Linked DNA regions of Macaca mulatta: region 2 is linked to region 1. Evidence: chromatin contacts called from public Hi-C data. All regions are on one chromosome and are shown on one strand. Each heading gives the region's core, a stretch centred on a gene start, on an enhancer-like site or on the middle of the called end of the contact. The rest is flanking DNA. Distances are from core to core; before and after follow the strand shown. Region 1 holds the start of RBPJ (recombination signal binding protein for immunoglobulin kappa J region). Region 2 overlaps RBPJ (recombination signal binding protein for immunoglobulin kappa J region).

Region 1 (3,672 bases), core at 553-3,052:
ACTAGGAAGTGTCTTTAAAATAATCTCACTACAGGCTATTACATATATATAATATACATCTTTACGTATACTTTTTACTGCATTTGATTAATATCTTCCACAAAGATCCTAGAAGCAGTATTCATCAATCAGAAACTGCACTCTTCGGTGCTGTCCTCATTTCAACCCCAGTGATGGGACAGAAGGGTTGTCACGCATCCACAGAGCAGCAAAAACGCACATAACTGTAAACCATCTAATGATTAAGAAAAAGTAAAACATTTATATAAAATTCCCAACCGGAATGCCTCTCCTTTTCCTTATGAGGCAGGAGTTTCTGATAAATTCTAAATCCAGATTTCTAGAAAATGCTGAAATTCTCCGCCCCAACACTCACAAGTTTTCAACATGGAAATTCACTCAACTCCTACTCACATGCCAAATGAATATCCATTGTGGATATCTGAAACTATTCTCAAACACTAACAGAAAAACACATATATACATCTTGAGCCTCCTTCTAACCGTCCTACGATACCCTCCAATCATCCTCAGGCAACCTAAATGCAAAGCTTCGACAGACAGCTGCCCTTGGCCTAGGCCGTCAGGAACCAGGAGGGGGGCGGGGGCCGGGGGCCGGGGGACGCAAGAACCACCAAGAGACCAGACCTTTTTCCAGGGCTACTGTTTCCAAGCAAAACAACCCACCGCACTAAAGAGACGGCGATGAAAATTGGAGACGCTTTAATCCCGAAAGAAAGGGGTGGCGATGGGGGGGCGGGGGGTGCAAGAAATCCCGAGAAAAAGGGGTGCGGAGGAGGAAACTAAGTATCCCATGCATCTTTCAGACTCACAAAACAACAACAAACCGTAGAGTCTGTGTGCACTTAGAAGCAGCAGATGGAGTCTCCGGGGCTGAGACAGTTCAGCAGACGTACACCGGGGGTAGTGGATAAATCAACCGATGACGGGAGAGGAAGGGGGTGCCGAGAGAATAAGCCCATGGATGGGGGAGACAACGCCTCGGGGGGGGGGGATCCAGGACCGCAGAGAAAGGTGAGAGAGGACCCACAGGAGAAAGACAATGGAAGAACAATTAAGACAGGAATCTGGTGCCCGGGCTGTGGCAGGTCACTGGGCTACCGACAAGAGTGGGGCACAACAAAGGGGCACGGGAGGAAGGACAGCGGAGGGGAGGAGATGGAAAGAGGATGCGGGGCGCCACGGGTCGGACAAAGCGCCCAAGGCGGCGAAACAAAGGGCCGGGGGTAGAGAGTCGCGGGGGGCAGCGGGGAAAGACAAAGCGCCCGGGGCCGGGGGCACTAGCGGGGCGAGGCGGCGACAACGGCCGCGAGGAACAAAGCTGCACGGGGCCCCCAGGCAGGGCCCGCTGGAGGCGCGCGGGAGGCACGGCGCCCGAGGGCCCCGCGCGCCCGGCCGCACTCACGCCCGCACCCGCCGGCCTCGCCGCCGCCTCCCGCCCTCACGCGCCGGAGCCCGAGCCACGGCAGCGCAGAGGCAGCGCACGGTCACACGCCGCAGCCGCCGCCGCGCTCGGCGCACGCGACGCCGCCCCCGCGGGCCCCCGGACGCCAAGCGCGCTGCGGCCCCCGAATCCGCCGCTCGCCGCGGGCTGCCAGACGCCCGCAACTTTCCCGGTTCCCAGCGCTCCGATTCCCTCGGACTTACCCTGTCACAACAGGCGCCATCTTCCACAAACTCTCGCCAAAACTCCAACCCTCGCGAGATTCCCCCCGACGCCTTCCCTGGTCCCTCTCCCCCGCCCCTTCCCTTTTTCCTCACTCCTCGATTCCACCCAGCCCCCGCGCTCCCTTTCCCCTCGCCGCCGCCGCGAAGAGCCAGACGCCTCGCGCCGCCCGCAGAGTAGGGGATCCTGCTCGCTGCCTCCCTTGGAAACCTACCCAAGCGATGGAGCATGCGCAGGCGGCTCCTCCGCGGGCGAGCCCTCCGTGTGGTCCATGGGGAGCGCTCCGGTTATCCAGGTTTTGGGACGCGCCTTGAGGGACGTACGTGGAGACTGAGGAAAACCGGAGGGGATTACTACGGGGACGGGGAATGGAGGGGTCAGGAGGCGGGGCCGAGGAGAAGGGAGGAGGGGTCCTGGGAAAATGGGCCGCGTTTCACAGGCCTAGATGAAACACCTCCTCAATGGGTGTTTTCCAAGCGGCTTCCCGCTCACTCTGGGTTCCCAGCTCCTTTCATTCATTCAGACGTTCCCTGGGCGCCTCCTTTATGCTAATTTCGGCGTTAGGTGCAGGAGCGTCAGAGGTGCCTGGGGTTCGGGCAAGTGACACGTCGGGAACTGTCTTCATTCATTACACCCCCATGCTAATGAGGAGGCCCTTCCAGAGCTCCGCAAACGGAAAACTTTTGCAGTTGAGCTCTCTCGGCTTAGCGTTCTCCTTAGGTGTGAAATGAGGTCAAGTCAAGGCCTCTGGGAAAGACACCCCTAATGGCCACCTCGCAGACACACGCCAGGGTGCGGAGTAGTTCTCTCCAGAAGGGAAAACTGCCTTGGAATTGAGAGCCACATTCTCCCACCTCCGAGTCGGGCCAGAGGCCCTGATCAAAGCTCTTGCAGCTCGCGTGCCACATGGCCTCTCTAAGACCCCATCGCAGCCGCCACCGTGTGTGAGCCCAGGTGTGTGTTGAGGCCACTACTGCACAGGGAACCGGGCCACCCGAGGGCCTGGCACAGCCGAAGACGCTGCCGGCTGCCCGAATCGCGCTTCAGGCGGCCTGATGCCGGAAGCCCCCGGGCGAACCTGGCCCCGCCGGGCATTGAACAGCAAGGTGCAGAGCCCGAACCCCGCCCCCTCCTCCTACCTGCAGCCCCCCATTTTTCCCCTCCTTTGCCCTTTCCTTTCCTAGAGATTCCCAATCCAGCACTGCCTCCCGCAGGGAGCCCCAAAACCCGGAGAACTGGAATTCGCCGCCCGAAACCTGCTGAAGGCGCTGCAGGATTGGCGCGGCCCGCGCGAGCGGCACTGCGCATGCACCCAATGCGGGCAGTCGCGTCTCACGCTACACCTCCTTCCCACCGCCTTCCACTACTCGGCTCAGACACAACACGGCCGTGGGAAATTTCCTAAACCTCGCGAGAACGTGCCCCCTGTTGCCTAGGCTTTCGCTCCAAATCTCGCGAAGCCAAGGGAGGACAGGTGTTTGTTTAGAGCAGGTCCGGGCGCCGTTCGTGCCGCGCGTGCCCGGGAGGCGGGCGGCGGGCGGCGGGCGCGGGCGGGGTGGGAAGGGAGCGGCTCGCCGCGGAGGCGGGGCGGGAAGGCGCGTGGCGGGGAGCACGGGGCAGAGGGCGGCGGGGAAGGAGACGCGACGTCTCGCACACACGCACACGCCCTGTGACGCTGGGTGGAAGACGAGGGGTGGGGAGCCTCGAAGGGAAGAAGGGGAAGCCAGGAGGTTGGAAGTGGCTCCCAGTGCGGAGAGTGAGAGGTCAGGCTCTAGGGCAGGAGGAGCCCCAGGCCGATCTCCCGGGGAGGTTTCCTGTCGCCCTCCACAAGCCTGGTACTTTCCTAAAATGTGTTAGACGCCGCGCCCCCCGCCTCCGGGAGCTGAGAGACAGCCCCCAGAGTCGGGTTTGAGTCATGCCTTGAGTCACCTAGTCTGGCCACCACTTCGCTTATTTTGAAACAAGTTCTGATTCCTTAGCTACTC
Region 2 (3,862 bases), core at 718-3,217, 77 kb before region 1:
ACATAATGTAAATTTTGAAGTCTATTGTTTACTAATTTCATTTAATGATTCCACATAAAATTTTCATTCTAAGTGAAAAGCAATTGGATCACACCTGTAATTGCAGCACTTTGGGAGGCTGAGGTGGGCGAATCACTTGAGCGCAGGAGTTTGAGGCCAGCCTGGCCAACATAGTGAAACCACCTATCTACAAAAAATACAAAAATCAGCCAGGCATGGTGGCACATGTCTGTAGTCTCAGCTACTCGGGAGGCAGGGAATTGCTTGCGGAGATCGCAGTGAGCCAAGACTGCACCACCTAGGCGACACAGCGAGACTCCGTCTCAAACCAAAAACAAAAAAAAAAAGGAGATTTTATTTTTATCAAAAATAATTTTACTAACATTAACTTATGACATTATGGCAAATGCCATTCTGGTTCAATATGTTTAATCTGTGATTACCTTCATCAATTTTTTTTACTGTGGTTTGCTTTATAAAATTCAAACTTTTTTTACACAGCAAAAAAGAAAAGAAAAGAAAAGAGAAAGAAAGAAAGAAAGAAAGAAAGAAAGAAAGAAAGAAAGAAAGAAAGAAAGAAAGAAAGAGAGAGAGAAAGAAAGGAAGAAACCACAAAGAGAATGCTAAATTGAAACATCCATGAATAGTAAGATAAGCTCATGTGCTGCTGTTACCAATGGATCTGCTTTTACTAGTTATGCCAATGGAGGCAATGGGAGTCTGCAAATAATGAGAAAAACCTGGTCCCCGCGTAAAGGTAAAAGACAACTTCAGTTAAGGGAACATAATCAATGGTATTAAATATTACAGAACAGTCAAGAAAGATAAAAATTAGAAACTCTTCACAAATTTGACAATTAGTTCATAAATGGAACAGCTTAATTACAATTTTCTCAGTGAGTTGGTGGTGAGGCAATACCACTGAAGCAAGCTACAAAATGAAAGGGAGGGAAGGAAGCACAACGAATATAGTCATGCTTCTTGGCTATTAAGGAAAAGGGGTGGTGGTGGGAATAACTAAGGTTATGGCAGAAAAGTTTGTCTCTTTACAGGATTTTTAAAATTTTGGATACAAAGGGAAGTTTTTAATTACTAAGTCTGTTAAAACAAAAAAAGCCAAGAAGAAAATGTAAAGATGCACTGCAAAAAAACCTAGTGTCTATAAACTGAATACTTCTAAGCAGTTGAAGTATATAACACACAGAATTCTGAAAGACAGGCTGGGCGAGGTGGCTCCCGCCTGTAATCCCAGCACTTTGGGAGGCTGAGGCAGGCGGATCATGAGGTCAGGAGATTGAGACCATCCTGGCTAACACAGTGAAACCCCGTCTCTACTAAAAATACGAAAAATTAGCTGGGCGCAGTAGCACACGCCTGTAATTCCAGCTACTCAGGAGGCTGAGGCATGAGAATCGCGTGAACCTGGGAGGTGGAGGTTGCAATGAGCTGAGATCATGCCACTGCACTCTAGCCTGGGCGACAGAGCGAGACTCTGTCTCAAAAAACAACAACAACAAAAAAGAGTTACAAAACAGAGACTAATAATATGCAACAGAGACAGTATGTGGCCCTCAAAGCCTAAAATATATACTACTTGATGCTACAGAAAATGTTTGTTGATCCCTGCAGACAATTTTTAAAAGTAAAGTTTTTAAAGAAAAGTTCCAAAACAGAATTCTGATTAAATCAATTAAGTATATTACATGGCTGACATTCAATCAAGATTTTTTATAAAATTCTTCCTCAAAACTGGACTTATGGACAACTGACAGTTCAGAAAGCTCAGCTCAACTCTTCTCACATCTACTTCTGGATGCTGCCAAAAGGCATCCAGATTTATATGCACCCCCACAAAACCTCGAAGAACTGCCCTATTTTTGTCAGATTCTGGCAGTCTCGCCTTTTACACTGTCTCAGACACTTCTTCTCAAAGTGAGCTCCACAATAGTTATGGTTTACAAAGAGGCGGGTCTCAATCAAAGATGCTTCAGTGAAATCAGATAAAATAAAGTGAAACCAATTAATGGCAGGACTACTCAGAACCGTAAGCAAAATCTTCAAGAGAGGGATATTTGTAGGCTTTGTTTTCCAAGCTATTAGACCTGACTAAGATCTCCTTGTTTTTCCCCCAAGGAAGCTTTCTGAGAACTACTGTTTGCCTGAGGGCCAGTTTTGAAAATGACAATCTAGGGATACTATCAATAGTCAAAAAATTCCTGGTGCCCTTGTAATACACTAAAACATTGAGGCTGCTATACTAAGTGTCTACATCTATCAGTGACCAAAGCCAAACAACAGTACAGGTCCTGTTCCTAGGGAAACACCTACAAATCTCCCTTCAATCCTCTCTTTTTATGAGAGAAGTAAAAATGTCCCAAAATTCCAGTTTTTTGTAGATAAGTAGGTAAATTGCTTCAAATCCTGTCACACAGCTATGAGACATATCCTTTCAAATTCTGACCAGCTCTTGGTTTTCCCCTCCCCGCCTCCCACTCCCAAATAGGCATAGGCCATTACATTGACAGCAATGGGTCATCAACACATCTGTGTTCTATTAGCTTAAAAGGTTATTGTACAAATAAGCCATTTTGCTACTTAAGGTATTACATCTCATGTACAGAAAAATTTGGGACTAGAGGAATTTGAGAACATAAAACAGTATGAGGTGTTGACAATCAAAGGCAGGTCACCATCTTGGTTCTCCTATTTTTAATCCTGGTTGATACTATCTAAAAGATGACCTTCACAACAGGATGCTTTTTCAATATTGCTTAATTTGGAGTAAGAATAGTGTATAACAGATTTCAAAGATTTTTTTTAAAGGAATAAAATCTGCCCGATTTTGAACTCTCTACACACCAGTGGAGAGAAAAAATGTTAAAATATTTTTCATCAAATAAAATAAGAGATACTAAAATTTTCCTAACTTGAATATTATTTAAAGGAGAAATGGAGAAAAAACCATTTTAAAAAGCATTCGCAAGGCAAGGCGTGGTGGCTCTTGCCTGTAATCCCAGCACTTTGGGAGGCCGAGGCAGGGGGATCACTTGAGCTTAGGAGTTCAAGGCTAGCCTGGACAACATGGGGAAATTCTGTCTCTACAAAAAATATACAATTAGCCAGGCATGGTCATGTGCACCTGTAGTCCCGGCTACTCAGGAGGCTGAGGTGGGAGGCTGGCTTGAACCCGGGACGCAGAGGTTGCAGTGAGCCAAGATCACACCACTGCGCTCCAGCCTGGGTGATAAAGCCAGACTTTGTCTCTCAAAACAAAACAAAACAAAAGGCCAGATGGTACCTAAAATTATAATATATTATCAAAAGGGAAAATTTCTGATTTCCAAGTTTGTGCTTAACAAAATAAAATTTTATCACAGATTTGGTCACTGATTTTACATTTCCATTTGTTGTTATACAAACTTTTTGCTAGATTTGCCTTATTTTAGCTTAAATAATAAGCAATATAAATCTGTAGTTTGCTGTCTTTCAGAGATTTAAAAAGAAATAAAACTTATCTGAAGCCAGGTGTGGTGGCTCACACCTGTAATCCCAGCACTTTGGGAAGCCAAGGCAGGCGGATCACTTGAGGTCAGGAGTTCGAGAACAGCCTGGCCAACACGGTGAAACCCCATCTCTACTAAAAATTAAAAATTAGCTGGGCATGGTGGCAGGCACCTGTACTCTAGCCTCGGCGACAGAGCAAGACTCCATCTCAAACAAAACAAAACAAAACAATAAACAAAAAAAACTTACCTGAATTTTCCCAAGAAGGTACACTAATCCCTTTCAGAATATTTTAGAATATTTTTCAAGTATAAAAGCTTCTAAGTTTTTAACAGCTTTATTGAGATTTAATTGAAAT

Evidence for each region. Hi-C and Micro-C count contacts between places; a contact is called where the count stands out from the background.
Region 2: a contact with region 1 is called in a Hi-C map of CD4 T cells, with 3 times the contacts expected there. The contact joins the enhancer-like site here to the promoter of RBPJ in region 1. A contact is called at or near these places in 4 of 14 Hi-C or Micro-C datasets (CD4 T cells, blood, cortical neurons and 1 more).

Annotation. Positions count from the first base shown.
Region 1 is chr5:25,359,103-25,362,774 of T2T-MMU8v2.0, reverse strand. RBPJ (recombination signal binding protein for immunoglobulin kappa J region) reads right to left here and starts at 1,802. Exons shown (of 12, transcript NM_001260693.1): 1 at 1,669-1,802.
Region 2 is chr5:25,436,241-25,440,102 of T2T-MMU8v2.0, reverse strand. All of the region lies in intron 3 of RBPJ (recombination signal binding protein for immunoglobulin kappa J region), which reads right to left. Among named protein-coding and RNA genes, the nearest start is that of RBPJ, 77 kb to the right of the region's middle. Within about 2 kb of position 1,967, at least 1 of the 40 cell types and tissues checked has an H3K27ac peak or open chromatin away from gene starts, as enhancers often do. A contact at or near this core is called in CD4 T cells, where this site is marked.